Linked DNA regions of Mus musculus: regions 1 and 2 are each linked to region 3. Evidence: chromatin contacts called from public ChIA-PET and Micro-C data. All regions are on one chromosome and are shown on one strand. Each heading gives the region's core, a stretch centred on a gene start, on an enhancer-like site or on the middle of the called end of the contact. The rest is flanking DNA. Distances are from core to core; before and after follow the strand shown. Region 1 overlaps Marchf1 (membrane associated ring-CH-type finger 1). Region 2 overlaps Marchf1 (membrane associated ring-CH-type finger 1). Region 3 overlaps Marchf1 (membrane associated ring-CH-type finger 1).

Region 1 (2,882 bases), core at 216-2,715, 210 kb before region 3:
CATTGTGATGAAAGAACCCGAGAAAAACCTTCAAAGGGTGCAAGATTTATTGTCTGATGGTTTCAGGGGTTTGAGTCCATAGATGGTTAGCTCCATCACTTTGGCCCTGTGGTGATGTAGGACACCATAGAAGATCAAAGAAGCGAATTCCAGACTGGCCAGGATGTAAAGAGAACAAGAGGAAGGATCTGGGCACTACACACACACACACACACACACACACACACACACACACTCCCCATGCCTCCTAACTATAGAGATGACGGGCTCATCTGACCACTCTCCAGGCTCTAAACTTTATAACACATAACATTTGTTGATTCCCTTTGATGCTGCTCATTTTCCATCTGACTTCCCTATGTCTGTAATTTGCAGGCATAGTTCAAACTTCAGACGCCTCAGTACTGGAGGGAATGCAGAGTCTAAAGCATGACTGTTGGGAGCAGGGGCTCAGGATGAGGCTACATTTAACAGCAGCTTCCAAGGCTTCATGGGTCAGAAGTTTACTCCTGGGTTCTGTGCCTCTCTCCTTCCCTTCCCTTCATGATCTCCAGTGATTATTTTTATTTTGAGAATATATATATATATATATATATATATATATATATATATATATATACATGGATATATATACATATATATCCATGTGTACACACTCCAACATTATATAATTATCTTCATTCTTTTTTCCCATAGATGTGAGGCAAAAGTGAAATAATTCATCAGTATTTTCCCTTCAGAAGGCAAAAATTTAGAGACTGTAAAAATACCATTAAATACCAATGGTTTAGTCCATATTTAGTTATATAGTAAACTCACATTTTAGTAAATTGCAGAAGCTAAGAATTTTTAAGATGTTTACTTTTAATCAGAGTTGTTCAGATAAAACAAACAAACAAACAACAATAAACAAAAAAAAGAAACTTCTAGTATATTTCAGGTTTAGGAATCATTATTTCTTCAAATAATTTGAATAATTTTCTCTTTTAGAATTTTATCCTGTGATTGTTTACCTAAAATAGAAATGAGTAATTTCTTAAACAAAATGCATTTGAAGGCACATTTGCATAAGTTTGTTTATCTATATTTTACATTATTTTCCTTGGTTGATTAAAATGAGTGTTCTACTTACTATTTTGTGAGTCTTAAAACACATCCTTTGGGTTTCTAGGCCAACGATTACTTCACTAAAGTATGGACTGTCCTGTGGAGAATTACACAGGAGTAGTTATTAAAACCATACACAGGTTTGGTGTAAGCTAGGTTTTGAAATTCTCAACCTCATTTTGGATCATGGAAACAAATTCTACAATAGAAAGTTTTAAATTATCAATATGACAAAGCAATCTACCTCTGTTTCCATCTGGTCTCCAGATAATGAAACCACATCTATTTATTACCCTGGAAAACAAGTTTTAGGTAATAACTTGTTGATTGTTTCCATGTGAATTTTCTTGGGCCTGAGGCTAAAGATTAACATCTGTGGGGGTGTGGGAGGTTGGCCTAAGAGAGATAGCAATGGACAAAGTTGCCTGGGCAGACAATTGCTTTCATTCTAAGTAAGAGGCCTTATTGCTCCCATCCTCATGGCTTACACTGTAGTTTTACCTTCTTTCCATTTCCCCAGAAAAGAACATGTGGGGATTTGGTAAATAAGATTAGGAGCTCTGTCTGACAGCTCTTATGAATTAGATGTATAGACAGGATAGAACTCTGTACAAGCACCAAAAAGCAAGTTCCAATAAGTTCTGTTAGGAAAACATTTCAGAACCAACTCTGAGAAAAGAGTGTGTGGCTTACAATACATATTTAAGCTTTGGTAGTGACTGGCACATTGATCAGTATGTACATTAGAATAGTTGAGCAGTAAAGTTGTTCTTTTTTATTGGCTATTTTATTTATTTACATTTCAAATGTTGTCCCTCTTCCCAGTTTCTCCTCTACAAACTTCCTATTCCCTCCCCCTCCCCCTGCTTCTATGAAAGTGCTCCCCCAACCCACCCACTCCTACCTCACTGCCCTAGCATTCCCCTAAGCTGGGGCATCAAGCCTCCACAGGGTGAAGGGGTTCTCCTTCCATAGATACCAGATAAGGCAATCCTCTGCTACATATGCAGCTGGAGCCATGGTCCCTCCATGTGTACTCTTTGGTTGGTGGTTTATGATCTGGTTGGTTGATATTGTTGTTCTTCCTGTGGGTTGCAAAACCCTTCAGCTCCTTTGGGCCTTCCCTTAACTCCTCCACTGGGGTCCCTGAGCTCACTCTGATGCTTTACTGTGAGTCTCCACATCTGTATTGGTCAGGCTCTGGCACAGCCTCTCAGAGGACAGCTATACCGAACTCCTGTCAGCAAGAGCTTCTTGGCATCCGCAATAGTGTCTGGGTTTGGTGTCTGCAGATGGGATGGATCCCTAGGTAGAGCAGTCTCTGGATGGCCTTTCCTTCAGACTCTGCTCCACTCTTTGTGCCTTAATTTCCTTTTGATAAGAGCAATTCTGGATTAATATTTTTGAGATGGTAGGTGGCCCCATCTCTCAGCCTGGGGCCATAACTACCTACTGGATATGATCTCTACAGTTCTATCTTCCCCCTTTGAGTATTTCAGCTGAAAGATGTTCTTAGCAATGTGTTTCAACCACACTTGTGGCTCTACTACTTGTCACCAACCAAGGACATTTATCAAGTCTTTAAATACTTCTCAAAAGAAAAGAAAAACAAAAAAATCATGCCCAGTTCTAAGAGAAGTAAAAGTACACATTCAAATGTTCCTAGTAGATGGCCAGGCCTTGAATCTTTATTTTTATTTGTCTTTGATTAATTTTTCTCCTCTTTTTCCCCCATATTCAACATTATGGTTAAAATCCAGCTTCTGTTTTCCAGA
Region 2 (2,773 bases), core at 226-2,725, 230 kb after region 3:
TGGAGACTAGGCCGTGAATCTTTTATCCCCTTGTTGATTCTGATAAGCAATTTTTAATGGAAAACTTTCTAATTATTTTCACTGTTTTACAAAAGTGTTTTGAGGCTGTTTACACTGATCCATTATATTCTCATATAAAATATGAGAGCAACCATTTTTCTCCTCTGAATTTCTGATAAATTGACCTTTTATGTTCAGTGTGTGAGAATGCATGGTGCTTGTCCTTCTGTGTCTGCTGACTTGATTCATTTTTCCACAGTGGTCTTCAGTTCCTTCTGGGTAGATAGCAGAGATAACAGAAGTTCCTCCTTCTCATAGCTGGATAGTACTATGATTGTTTTATATGCACCTCTCTCTCTGTCTCTCTGTCTCTCTCTGTCTCTGTCTCTCTCTCTCTGTGTGTGTGAGTGTGTGTGTGTGTGTGTGTGTGTGTGTGTGTATGTGTGTGTGTGTGTGGCTTGCATGCCTTATATCAGTTTATGGAGAGTTTGGGGAGTCCAGAGGGAGTAGAAATGTTGAACAATGAGTACAAGTTATAATCAGAATCAGATTTAAGAAAGAAGCTATCATGTATTGAAAAACAAAAACAGAATTAACATGATGCCTGTAGTTTGGTTAATATTACTCTATAAATGTTACATTATTCATTTTGATAAATATCCTTAGTTAAAATGCTAATATCAGGGCTAGATTTTTGTTATAGCCCTACAACTCCTCTGCAAATTTATCATCATTTCAAACTCAAACAGAATTTTTTATTACTGTGAAAATTATTATTACACTAATTTTGTCACCTTAAACAGTTTTTTTTTATCGTTTCTTTTTTTTTTCCATTTTTATTAGGTATTTAGCTCATTTACATTTCCAATGCTATACCAAAAGTCCCCCATACCCATCTTGTGAGACTATGCCGGGGACTAGCAAACACAGAAGTGGATGCTCACAGTCAGCTAATGGATGGATCACAGGGCTCCCAATGGAGGAGCTAGAGAAAGTAGCCAAGGAGCTAAAGGGATCTGCAACCCTATAGGCGGAACAACATTATGAACTAACCAGTACCCCAGAGCTCTTGACTCTAGCTGCATATGTATCAAAAGATGGCCTAGTCGGCCATCACTGGAAAGAGAGACCCATTGGACACACCTTAAACAGTTTTAAGAGTAAAGTTGAATGGTGCCAAGAATAGCCGCATTGTCATGAAACAGGTGTGCATTATGCAAATATGAATCCCTGTCCATTAAATTCTAATTCCCCCTCCACAAGCCCTGCCCCTTAGCAACCATCCTATTTTCTGTCTCCATGGTTTTAACTAATTTAGATTCTTTAGATGAGTAGAATCACACAGTATTTTTGGCTAGTTTATGTCACCTATTATAATGTTCTCGAAGTTTACCCTTAGCATAGTCTGTGACAGATGATCTTCCAGTATAGCACTGAGTAACATTCCTAAACGATCTTTGTTTACTCATTTGCCCATGGATATTTGAGGCCATGGCTCTCTGTGTCATCTGTTGTCAATAATCCTTCAAGGGACATGATAACTAAAAATGCTCTAAGATTTCATTTTAAATTCTTTTGGATATATACCTAGAAGTGAGGTGGTTGGATCATGTGACCATTTTGTTTGTCTTTTCTCAGAACTCTATATTGTTTTCCACAATGACTACACCATTTTACAGTCTTATCAATACTGAACAAATGGACCCACTACCCACTATCCCACATCGTTGCTTGTTACTTTCTGGCTTGTTTGTTTGGGAATGTGTGTGTGTGTGTGTGTGTGTGTGTATCTCCTGACCTTGAACTCAATGTCCGTCTCCTGCTTAAAACTCTGAGGTTCTGACATAAAAAGGGTATGCCCTTTCTGAGTTTTTTTTTTTAATATAGCAACTATGATGGTTAATCCCAATTGGCACCTTAGTGAAATCTGTTATCATTTAGAAGTCAAGTCAGAGACTTGCCTGAGGGGTATATCTTGACAAGGAATACCACTGAGGTTGAAATCCCACCTGCTGTGAGTGGCACCATCTCCTTCCCTAGGATCCTGGTTTATATAGAATGGGTGCGATGACACAAACATAAGCATTCCCGTGTCTCTGCTTCTTGACTATGGATGCCATGTGACCAGTCATCTCCAGATCCTGTTCCTGTATCTTCCCTGGAACATCAAACTGATCCAAAAGTATCTGTTGTCAGGAAAGAGAAGACACCCAAACAGAAATCACTGTGATGTGCATGTCAGGCACCTCACTGTGGTTTTAATTTGTGCTCCTCAAATGATGAATGATTTGAACATCTTTACAAATGTTTGATGGACATTTGTACATTATCTTCTAGGAAAATTCAGCGTTGTGTACTAGTGGTAGTTTCATTTTGTGGCTGTGACTCATACCACAGCCTAAGCAACTCAGGGGAGGGAAGGATTTATCTAACTTACACTTTAACTCTATCATTAAAGGATATTGGAGCAGAATCTCACACAGGTATTTGCATCGTAAGTGATGAAGAGATGCTGCTTTCTGGCTTAATCTGTCTCAAAAATTCACACTTTTCTAGCTTTCTTATTCAGTATAGAACAACCTGACCAGAGAATGTTACTGTCCATAGTGGGCTGGATCAATTAGCCATCAATGCAATAGTTACTGTCATACCCAGAGCCTAATCTGATCTGGGCAGTGCTGCAAGTGGGATTCTATTCACATGTGACCCCTAAGCTATGTCAGTTCAGAGTGAAAACTGACAGGATCAGCATCCTTTGCCCACTTTTAAACTA
Region 3 (2,807 bases), core at 140-2,639:
AGATACCCTAAACAACCTTCCAAAGCAAACAAATGAACCAAACTTTAGAATTTGTGCCCTGAAGAATGATTTCATTATTCAGTATAAACAATAAGTATTTTAACTCAAAAAATGTTTTCTACAGTGCATGTATGCATATGTGAAGGTACAACTGTGCAAGCATACATGCAGAGGCCCCAGGATGTCATGGAATGTCTTCTTTACATGCTTTCTACCTTACTCAAGGAGGCAGTATCTCTTCCCTAGTGCCTGAGCTCACTGTTGAAGCTTCTTCTTGTAGCCAGCATGCAGTGTGAAATCTCATATTCCAAGTCCTGGGATTGCATATGGGCCACCACACTTGCTTGGATTTTACAGGTGTGTGATGAATCTCTGATCTCCTGTTCTCATAGTTGTATGGCAAGCACTACACGCAGTGAGTCTTTTCCCCAGCCCCAAGTACTTTTCAGTTATTTTTGAAGCTAGTATATACAAAGTCCCAATGTATTGGGTTCAAATGGGATAAAAAAAACAAACAAACAAACAAAGACAACCATCAACAACAAAAAAACCCACACACTGTTGTGGGGTTGTTTGAATCACCTCTCATTTTGCTGTTTTGTTGTTGTTGTTTTCCTGGTAAGTCAAAGAATAGACTACAAAATTCAGGTCTTTGTGGGTTTTTTTTTCTTAACTCATTTTCTTCTAAGCACTTCCATTTCCTCTCATCCTTTAACCCTCCCCCCCCACACACACACACTGTAATCTCACAGTCACAGTGGAATTTTCTGTTACAAAGCCATACTGATTCATCCATGCTGAAAATTGTGCTGAAGTTGTTATCTGTACTGCCCAGGTTACGAGCCTTGGTTTATCCCCCTAATCACCAAGTAGGGCCTGGTCTATCAATCTTAACTCCTCTGAAAAGCTGTTTTCCTCATGCTTCCTTGCATATCACGCAGGCTCTAATTGCATTCAGCAACTCAGTAAACATACCGTGAAGTTGCTTCGATGTAATTAAAAAGGGTGGCACTCACATATGTCACTGGGGGCGAGGACTTTTCTTTTGTGTTGGAGAGAATGCCTCACAAGAAATGTTTGAATGAAAAGAAAGTTTGATCTTAAAGAAGGATGAGAAAGTAGAGGGCAAATTACTGTGCACAGTCACATGGAATCAACAGCAGCATTGCTTCTTCAGCAGAGAGTTGATAGCCAGAATAAAATTTCTTCCCAGAAGAAGTATTGCTTTTGGGATAAAAACAAAAAAAATCCCTTTTTGTGTTTTGTTTGTTTGCTTGTTGTTATTTTTTATTCTTTACATTTATTACCAGAAGGCACCATGCATGCCTCCAGAGGAAGGAGGCAGCCAACAGTTCTGCTCTGCTCTGATGCCTGTGAGGTTCACTAACCAGCATGTCAGGATAAGCTGAAGTTATCAGATAACTTAGTGGCAGGCTCACTTGGTGGTAACCAACAGCTCTCCCATTGGACTTGCTTCATTTTTGAAGTTTAGAAAAAAGAGAGGAAATATATAAAACTCATATTTTAAATATCAAAACCCAGTAGAATTCTTATTTTTCTTCAGAACAGCAGTCTTTCTTTCCCTTCTCCTTCCTCCCTTCCTTCTTGCTCCATTTTTTTTTTCTGGAAGTTGCCTCTGTGCTTCACATACTCTACTACCAACCCACATCCCTGATACTCAGTTGCATACCATGTTTTTACTTCCAATATTTGCGACATTCATTAAATAAACTGCTTCTTCAAAATTAGTCATTTGTAGGCAGTGATTGAAATAACTGAGGACATACATGGGGGGAAAAGACCTCAGAAAATAAAATATCTATTCTACCTTTAAACACCGGCCTCCAACATCTTCCTATACTCCCATGTGGAATACAGAGTAGGCAAGGTATCTAGGCTGTGTGTTCCAGAGAAGCTGGCCCCTCAGAGATCCCAATGGGGGTAACATAAAAGTGAATGATAAGAACTGAATTGGAGTGAGTACTGCTCAGATTCTACTCTTCATCACTTAACTTCTATTGTCCTTCTCTTAAGCTAAAATACAAAGGCATTTCTAACACAGAGGAAAAATGAAGACACCCTGGAGCTACCATGTATAGATTAACAAGGAAAAACCATTTCAACTACACTACCACCTAGATCATAGACTGCAGGAGTCCAGCTATTTTCCTGTTCACCAGAGTTCCCTCATGCCAATAAGTGTCCAAAATTCCCTGTAAAGACTTGAGGGAAACTTTATAGTGTCATGTGCAAAGGAAACTTGACTGAGTCTAGAAGCAACTAAAATGCAAGGTGATGGGCATCTCTATAACAGACATTCTCTTTTTATTATTCACTTTAAATACCAATATCAACTACCGCTCACCTCCCTTCACTTCTCCTTTGAGAAAGGAATCCCCCTGTAGGTAACACCTGCCTCCTACACACACACACACACACACACACACACACACACACACACACCAAGTTCCTGTAGCGCTAGGCATATCCTATCCAAATGAGGCCAGACAAGGCAGTACATTTAGGGGAATGTGATGGATAGGCAGGCAGGCAACATATTCAGGGAGAGCTCCTGATCTGCTGTTGGGGACCAAGATGCTTATTGGCTGCATATGTCCCATGCTTGCTTTTTGGCCTATCTAATGTTTTGCTGTGGGTCTCTGCCTCTCTTTTCATTGGCTGCTGGGTGGAATCTCTCAGATAACAGTGATGCTATGTTCCTGACTGCAACCATAACAAAGTATCATTAATGGTGTCAGGGATTGTTTCATGCCAGTGGGATGGGTCTCGACTTGGGACAGTCATTC

The links. ChIA-PET counts read pairs in DNA pulled down with a chosen protein or histone mark. Hi-C and Micro-C count contacts between places; a contact is called where the count stands out from the background.
Region 1: an SMC1A ChIA-PET map of the G1E-ER4 cell line shows a contact between it and region 3, with 14 read pairs. The contact joins two enhancer-like sites. A contact is called at or near these places in 1 of 15 datasets of contacts at CTCF or cohesin (the G1E-ER4 cell line) and 1 of 484 Hi-C or Micro-C datasets (the G1E-ER4 cell line).
Region 2: a Micro-C map of the G1E-ER4 cell line shows a contact between it and region 3. The contact joins two enhancer-like sites. A contact is called at or near these places in 1 of 15 datasets of contacts at CTCF or cohesin (the G1E-ER4 cell line), 1 of 484 Hi-C or Micro-C datasets (the G1E-ER4 cell line) and 1 of 9 other capture datasets (adipose tissue).

What each region holds. Positions count from the first base shown.
Region 1 is chr8:65,741,761-65,744,642 of GRCm38.p6, forward strand. All of the region lies in intron 1 of Marchf1 (membrane associated ring-CH-type finger 1), which reads left to right. Among named protein-coding and RNA genes, the nearest start is that of Gm23515, 76 kb to the left of the region's middle. Within about 2 kb of position 1,466, at least 2 of the 459 cell types and tissues checked have an H3K27ac peak or open chromatin away from gene starts, as enhancers often do. A contact at or near this core is called in the G1E-ER4 cell line, where this site is marked.
Region 2 is chr8:66,187,291-66,190,063 of GRCm38.p6, forward strand. All of the region lies in intron 4 of Marchf1 (membrane associated ring-CH-type finger 1), which reads left to right. Among named protein-coding and RNA genes, the nearest start is that of Gm24205, 190 kb to the left of the region's middle. Within about 2 kb of position 1,476, at least 2 of the 459 cell types and tissues checked have an H3K27ac peak or open chromatin away from gene starts, as enhancers often do. A contact at or near this core is called in the G1E-ER4 cell line, where this site is marked.
Region 3 is chr8:65,956,297-65,959,103 of GRCm38.p6, forward strand. All of the region lies in intron 2 of Marchf1 (membrane associated ring-CH-type finger 1), which reads left to right. Among named protein-coding and RNA genes, the nearest start is that of Gm24205, 45 kb to the right of the region's middle. Within about 2 kb of position 1,390, at least 2 of the 459 cell types and tissues checked have an H3K27ac peak or open chromatin away from gene starts, as enhancers often do. A contact at or near this core is called in the G1E-ER4 cell line, where this site is marked.